Regions from separate parts of the Capra hircus genome. Here region 1 is linked to region 2. The links are chromatin contacts, called in public Hi-C maps. All regions are on one chromosome and are shown on one strand. The core of a region is the stretch at or near the end of the contact, and the rest is flanking DNA. Distances in the headings are between cores, read along the strand shown.

Region 1 (3,588 bases), core at 774-3,273, 99 kb after region 2:
ATGCCTGAAGGCAGTCCAACCAGTCTGTTCTAGAGGAGATCAGACCTGGGTGTTCTTTGGAAGGAATGATGCTAAAGCTGAAACTCCAGTACTTTGGCTGCCTCATGCGAAGAACTGACTCATTGGAAAAGACCCTGATGCTGGGAAAGATTGAAGGTGGGAGGAGAAGGGGACGACAGAGGATGAGATGGTTGGATGGCATCACTGACTCGATGGACGTGAGTCTGAGTGAACTCCGGGAGTTGGTGATGGGCAGGGAGGCCTGGTGTGCTGCAGTCCGTGGGGTCACAAAGAGTCGGACACGACTGAGCGACTGAACTGGACTGAACTGAATGCAGTTGGAGTAGTCCCAACACCAAATAGAGACCAGAGCCCAGATGAGTCCACCCAAACCTAAGGATCACGAGAAAGAAAACTTGCTGCTTTTTGTTGCCACGAAGCATGCGGGAACTTAGTCCCCTGACCAGGGATCAACCCCGTGCCCCCTGCTGTGTAACGGTCAAGTCCTAACCACTGGACTGCCAGGAGACGCCCTCCAATTGCTGCTTTAAGTCATTAAGTTTTGAGTCAGTTTGCTACACAGCGATAGCTGACTGAAATGCCCACTTGAGCAACTTTAAAATATCAGGATGTGTTACTGGGTGTTTTGTTTGAATGAGGGCCTTTTTGAGAGGTGGTGGTGGGAAAGGTCAAGACGACAGGTCAAATGAATGGAGCTTGAGAATTGAGATTCTAGGACGATGAGGAGAGGAATTTTGCTTTTCAGTGGCTGGGAACTCAGCTGGTGGGAGAGAGAGGCCAAGGTCAAGGGTTCAGTTCAAGAGGCTGACTGGCAATGGATGGGAAGGTGAGTGCAGAGGGATGGTCAGGAGATCATGAGGCTGGCCCTGGGGCTCTGAAATCACAGATCACTGGGTCCTTACAAGGTTAGAAGGCCCAGGTCTGGAGAAACAAGTGTTACACTTTTGATGCTTCTACCCTCTTGTGTTTCTTTTTCATTATCCTGTTTTATTTAGGATTTAACCTTCTAAATCATCTCAAATCCCTTTTGAAAGTGGGTGGGAGGCAATGGCTCACAGTCTTCTGAGAGCTGGGATTAACCCTGGAACCCAACATGAGGGACCAGAGCTGGCAGACAGCCCCCTGACTCCACTGGCTTTTCTTGGGAAAGGCCCTCCAGTGTGTGAATGTGTGAGTGTGTGTGAGTGTATTTGTGTACAAGTTGTGTGTGTGAGTGCTTGTGAGAGGTGGGTGAAAAAAATGGGTGTGTGCTTGTATGTGCTTGAGAGTATGAATGTATGTGAATTATGCGTGTACACAAGTGTGAGTATGAAGAAAGTTGGGTGAAACTGGATGTGGATTCGTGTGTGCAAGCGTGTTTGTGTGAACGTGCGTGTGATCATGAATGTGTGTGTTGGTGCGATATGAATGTCTGTGTGTGTATCAGTTGGGTGTGATGTGGGTGGAAATGCGTGTTAGTGTGTTGAGAGCATGCTGATGGGAGAACAGGAGTGTATGCTGAGTGTGTGTGGGTTAAGTCCATCCCCATCACAGCATCAGCGTGATCTTCAGAAAACCTAGTTTTCTGGATTGGTTCACAGACAAAGAAAGTGCTGGGTGTGAGCTGCTTCTAGGACCAGCCCCCTACCCGACCCTGTGACCCTTCCCCACAGACTGTCCCGGCAGCCTCCCCGCCCCCATCCCCACCCCCGCCCCACCCCCCTTCCTCTGCCCTTGTGGCCTCCTTCAGCAAGCTGATCACGGCTGGGGCATCCCCACCTCGCCCCTGCCCCTGCACCGCCCCGCCCCAGCCCCAAGGCTGCTCTGGCCCTCCGCGGGTAGGAGAGTGATGAGGGGTGGGCCGCCCCGCCCCAGGGCCGAGATCCAAGAGAATGCCGCTGCGCCAGAGGCCCTTGTGAAACTTTTTCCTGACAGCAGTGAGGCTGAAAATCCCCAGGCCTCCGCCTTCGTGGACTGACGAGGTCACGGCTCCCTTGCGCTGGGATCCCGCTCTCTGCCGCCCTCTTCTGGGCGTCCGTCGCCTGCGGACGCAGAGGGAAGCCGGCCTCGAACCGCACCCCACCCGCTTTGCTGCCACACAGGGCTCAGGGGGACGCTTTCCAAGGCCTAGGATCCGAGTTTATTGTCTCTTCGATGCTTATTGCAGGTCTGACACTCGCTGGATGCCAGGAAGAGAAAATGAATGTATACATTGGCTCACTGGTCGAAGGGGAAACTGAGGCCCAGGTCGGGGAACCCAGTGAGCTGGTTGCTCACGCAGAATGCAGACTATCAAGTGCCCAAGGCTTGCCCTCCCGTAGCTTCATGGATACGGGGAGGCGGGCGAGTCCTGGCCTTTTCCTGCTCAGCATGAACCTTTCTCAGCTCACTGGGTTGCCCTACTAATTGGAGCAACGGGGCCAGACTGGGGAAGTGGGCGGTGAGGAGCAGAACCCAGCCTGCCTCTTCCGGGCGCCCAGGCCAGTCCTACGGCGACTTTGCTGAGCTGGCGGCCCACGCCCGGGTGCACAGTGTTGCTGACACAGACACACCCGGGAGCCTAAGGGTGTGTGTGTGTGTGTGTGTGTGTGTGTGTGTGTGTGTGTGTGTTGGGGGAGGGGGAACCTAGGCGCGTCCACCCCACCCACTGCCTCTGCTATAGAGTCATTATCCCTCGGGGTAGAGGGAGACACCAGAGGCTGAGTTGCCAAAGGCCCTTCCAGGTGTTCAAGCCTCTCCCACCAGACCCAGAAGCTCCCCAGGGGGGCTCGTTTGCTCTCTTGGGCTGCCCTGGGCGTGTCCCTCCAGTGAGACAGGGCCACCTGGTTCCCAGCCTGGGGCTCCCAGAGATAGCCCACTCCCTTCTTTACTAGTTACTCAGTGCAGAAAAAGGGGAAGCACAGAGACGCAGAAAGAAAGCAAAACCACCTGAGGTACCAACCAGTGATCAGCCCCACTCCCCAAATAGGCCCATTCACTCTGCTGTTGCCGGAGGCTAAATGGATTCCTCCCTGTCCACCTTCTCCAGGACTGAACCTCTCCTTCCTGACCTCTCCGGGCGGCCTCACCCAGTCCACCCAGCCACTGTCCCTTGAACCCAGATTGTCTCCACCTCAAGGATAGGCCTCTGTGACCTCCCTCCTGTTCTGTCCCTTCCCCCATTATGCCTGCCTCCATGATGGCCCAGGGGCCCTGTGGGGCCGTAGGGTCTAAGATCTCATTTCTAAGTGAGATGACTGGGTCAGCCAGTCTTCTGCTGTGAAACCTGCCCTGGGCCTTCAAGGCTCCACCAGTCCTGCCTAACGCCACCCCAGCCATTATTCCTTCCCACCGCAGGTCTATAGGAATGGTTAGTTTCCTTTTGGGCTGGCTTCCCCTGACGTTTTGTGATCTAAGTGAGCAGGAGCTGCGTCCACTTTATTGCTATGTCCCCAGTGCTTAGCCGAGGGCCTGGCACAGTGTGGCCTCTCAGTAAATGTTCACCGGAAGGAACGTAACTGGTTGGGGCAAACCAATTCACTCCTGTTAGTAATAATAAGAAGCTTTTAGCCAGCATGTATTATGTCCAGGCATTGTGCTGTATGCGTT
Region 2 (3,284 bases), core at 126-2,625:
CAGCTACCAGGGAAGCATTATTCTAAATAGTGCGCTCTTATTTAGGTTACCATCACTAAGGTATGTGCAGTCATTTGTCAGCCACTATAGGGCTGACTTTACATTTGCAAATTTTTAACTTTCAACTTTTGTTTTCTTTTACTTCCGGATACAGCCCATTTCCCCCCAGTTCATCACCCTTTCTTAAATGGCATGGCTTTGACTCACTGGGTTGTGTGCACCAGCCCTTTTATTGATCATCCACTACTGTCAGGTACTGGACTTAATATTCATCTGTAGTCTGACAACAATATGAAAGATGAAGCAATCTTTCCTCCAGTTTACAAAGAAAACAGGGCCTTGGAACAGGTAAACAGAGTGTGTGAGATCAGGCAGCTAGGGGCCTCAGGACGCTGTCTCAACTCAGAGCAGGAACACTCCTTCACCAGCTCCCTCCCTTTAAAGCAAATAAACTGCTCTGAAACAGTGCAGCCTCAGGGCCAGCCTTCAGTCATTCCTCACACCAGGAATGCTACATCCTGCTGTCAAATCTGAAACTGTGTGCAAGGGTATACAGGAAACCTGGGAAGGAGACTCAGATTTTTAAGGAGTCAGTGATCCCAAGAAGGTCACGAGCCACTGCCTGGGCAGGTGGTCAACTTACCCATCCTCTTAAGTTCGTGGTGCTTGCTGTCCAGGGAGTACTGCAGCGGGAGCCAGAAGTTCTGGCTTCCAGTCCCAGCCTTAGCACTATTTCTCTGAGGGCTCTTGGCCCAGGCAGCTCACCTATGGACCACAGATTTCCGTTCCCTTTTCCTCGGTCTTGATTGCCTATTTATAACTATACTTTCCTTGTCAATAATTTTTTTTAAACCATCGTTTGTATTATTCCTTTGTTTAACGTATATGGAGTCTCATTAAAAGTCCTCCCCAATTTTACACTGAGGCAGAGAGGGATAAACAGACATAAGGAAAAATAATTAGTTTTTACCAAGCCAGCTTACCTCTCTGGGCCTCAGTTTTCCACCTGTAAACTGACCGGATTGGGTCAGACTTATCTGATTGCTCGCATTCCCACTAGGCTCAAGACACAAAGCTAACTACCCAGCAACCCGCAACCCGGACCGGCGTAGTCGCTTGCGCGCTCCCCCACCTCCCTTTCAGGATCTCAGCAGCAGCTGTTTTCCCGAGAGCCTCCCTGGCCCTATCCTGCCGTCCCAATCGCCCAAGTGAACTCACCGCGCTCGCAAGGTGCCAGCTCCCCCGGGGAGCTCGGCTGCCCTGGGGACTGCGCAGCCAGGGTGGGAAAGGCGCAGTAGTCCCGGACCCGCGCTGCGCTGGAGCCTGCGCGTACTGTTCCCACAGAAGGCCGGGCGGGCGCGGCTCTGCCCACTGCTTACGTGCGTGCGCTAGGAGGCGGCGGCCCTGGCTCCTGCCTTTGTTAATTGTCCATATGCAGGCAGGTTGCTTTCCGCTGGGTGCTCCCTAGAGCGGGCCCCAGCTGCGGCGACCGCAGCAGCAGCAGCCGTGCGCTGGCCCGCAGCCAGAAGGAAGCCATGTAAGTGGGTGTCGTCGGTGCGGCGCCTGGTGGCCCGCCCGCCCGCCGCTTCAGTTAAGGCACCTACTCCTCCCTCAGGCTAGGCAGCCTCAAAACAGGGACAAGCACTTAGGCCATCTGGTAGCAATATTGACCCCAAGATCACTGAATGTCTGTGCTCTCGCCCGAATCACCAAATTTTAGGGCTGGACCTTTATTTAATTCTCAGTGTTGGCTGCCCAGGACTTCTGGGTTCCTATCCTAGCTCTCCTGGGAGCCCTTTGCGCAAACTTAGATAAATCTGCCAGTTTCCTGAGAGGGTAACAGGCAGGAAGACCAGGGGTCTCCAATCAGAGGAAATAGGCTGCAAGTGTCTTAAATTCTGTGTTGCTATGAGGACAGCCGGTTCCACCTGACTTTAACTTTTCTCAGTCCTTGAGCTAACCAATGCGTTTTTCTTATGGAAATGTTTTTCTTAAGCTATGTTAATGAAACTATGTATTTGCTTTGGAATTTGCCTTTCTTCAAAATGGTTCCACCTAAGACTAACTTCTGGCTGATAATAGCTCAACAAACCAGTATTCATATCAATTGTTTTAAGGCTGAGGGATGACGCACCTCGTGCCATCCTATCTCAAAACTGCATATTGTGGGAGAGGGGCCTGGTGAAACTCCGTCAGCCTTGAGGTGTCTCTCTCATCTGACTAATAGCTTTCTAACAGACATAAAACAGCTTGCCAAAACTAGCAGGTGGGGGCATTCTCCGTCCCGCTTCTGATGTCTGTGTCAGAAGCGTTCTCTGTCCCTTTTTTACTTTAATAAAACTCTGCTATACGAAAGCTCTTGAGTGATCAAGCCTGGTCCCTGGTCCTCAAGCTTAAATCTTCAGAGATCACAAATCCGACATGTTCACCGTAAGCTATCACTCCCTGCACCGCAGTTTCCTTGTCTGTGATTCATAGTAATGAGCGGGACACTGAATGCACCAAGTATTCAGCAGTCAACACCACAGACAAAGTCCCTGCCCTCTTGGGGTGAGCCGGATGATGAACACACACTTGAAAGTGATCATTACATGAAAAGCACAGAAAGTTTCATGTCAGGGCAACTAAGTCTTATTTATGGAGTCACGAAAGGACTAGATTAACTTTTCTAAATCCTCCAATTCTAATATTCATTCTTATTCTCATGTAAATTTTATCATTATTATTAATGATAGCGCTAGTAATATTGCTTACTCAGTGCCAGGTACTATACTAAACATTTTATTTGTATTTCCTCATCTATCAGATTCAAAACTTCTCTAAGAAAAAGGTATACTTTCATCATCCTCATTTAGAGAGAAAAATTGAAGCTAAAGAAAGTATAATAACTTGTCCACTATCACACAGGACCAGTACTCAAATTCAGACAGTCTGAGGCCTCAGGTTGCTTAAGCACTACTTTGCACCCACAAACATATGAAGATTAAAATGGTGTTGTGTCTTGGATATGATGGATGAGAACAATAGAAGAGGAAGGGGTGGTTTTAGTCTGTAGAGGAGAAAAGCAAAGTTGAGAGCTTTCTTAAAGAGTTTTCCATGGATCAGACTTCACCTGTATGACCTTAGACATCACTAGCCTAGGGAACGCTATTAGGGAGACAAATTGCAAATATGTGAGGAAGAACTTATCTACCAATCAGAGTGTTTAAAAAATGACATCAGTTGCATGGGGAGAGTGGGCCTCCTGCCACCGTTAAAAGTCAGAATTCAACCACAGGATTACT

Evidence for each region. Hi-C and Micro-C count contacts between places; a contact is called where the count stands out from the background.
Region 1: a Hi-C map of liver shows a contact between it and region 2, with 5 times the contacts expected there. The contact joins the enhancer-like site here to the promoter of ARHGEF37 in region 2. A contact is called at or near these places in 2 of 5 Hi-C or Micro-C datasets (blood and liver).

What each region holds. Positions count from the first base shown.
Region 1 is chr7:49,590,443-49,594,030 of ARS1.2, forward strand. No RefSeq gene overlaps it. Among named protein-coding and RNA genes, the nearest start is that of MIR145, 13 kb to the right of the region's middle. Within about 2 kb of position 2,024, at least 4 of the 5 cell types and tissues checked have an H3K27ac peak or open chromatin away from gene starts, as enhancers often do.
Region 2 is chr7:49,491,890-49,495,173 of ARS1.2, forward strand. ARHGEF37 (rho guanine nucleotide exchange factor 37) reads right to left here and starts at 1,376. Exons shown (of 13, transcript XM_005683157.3): 1 at 1,219-1,376.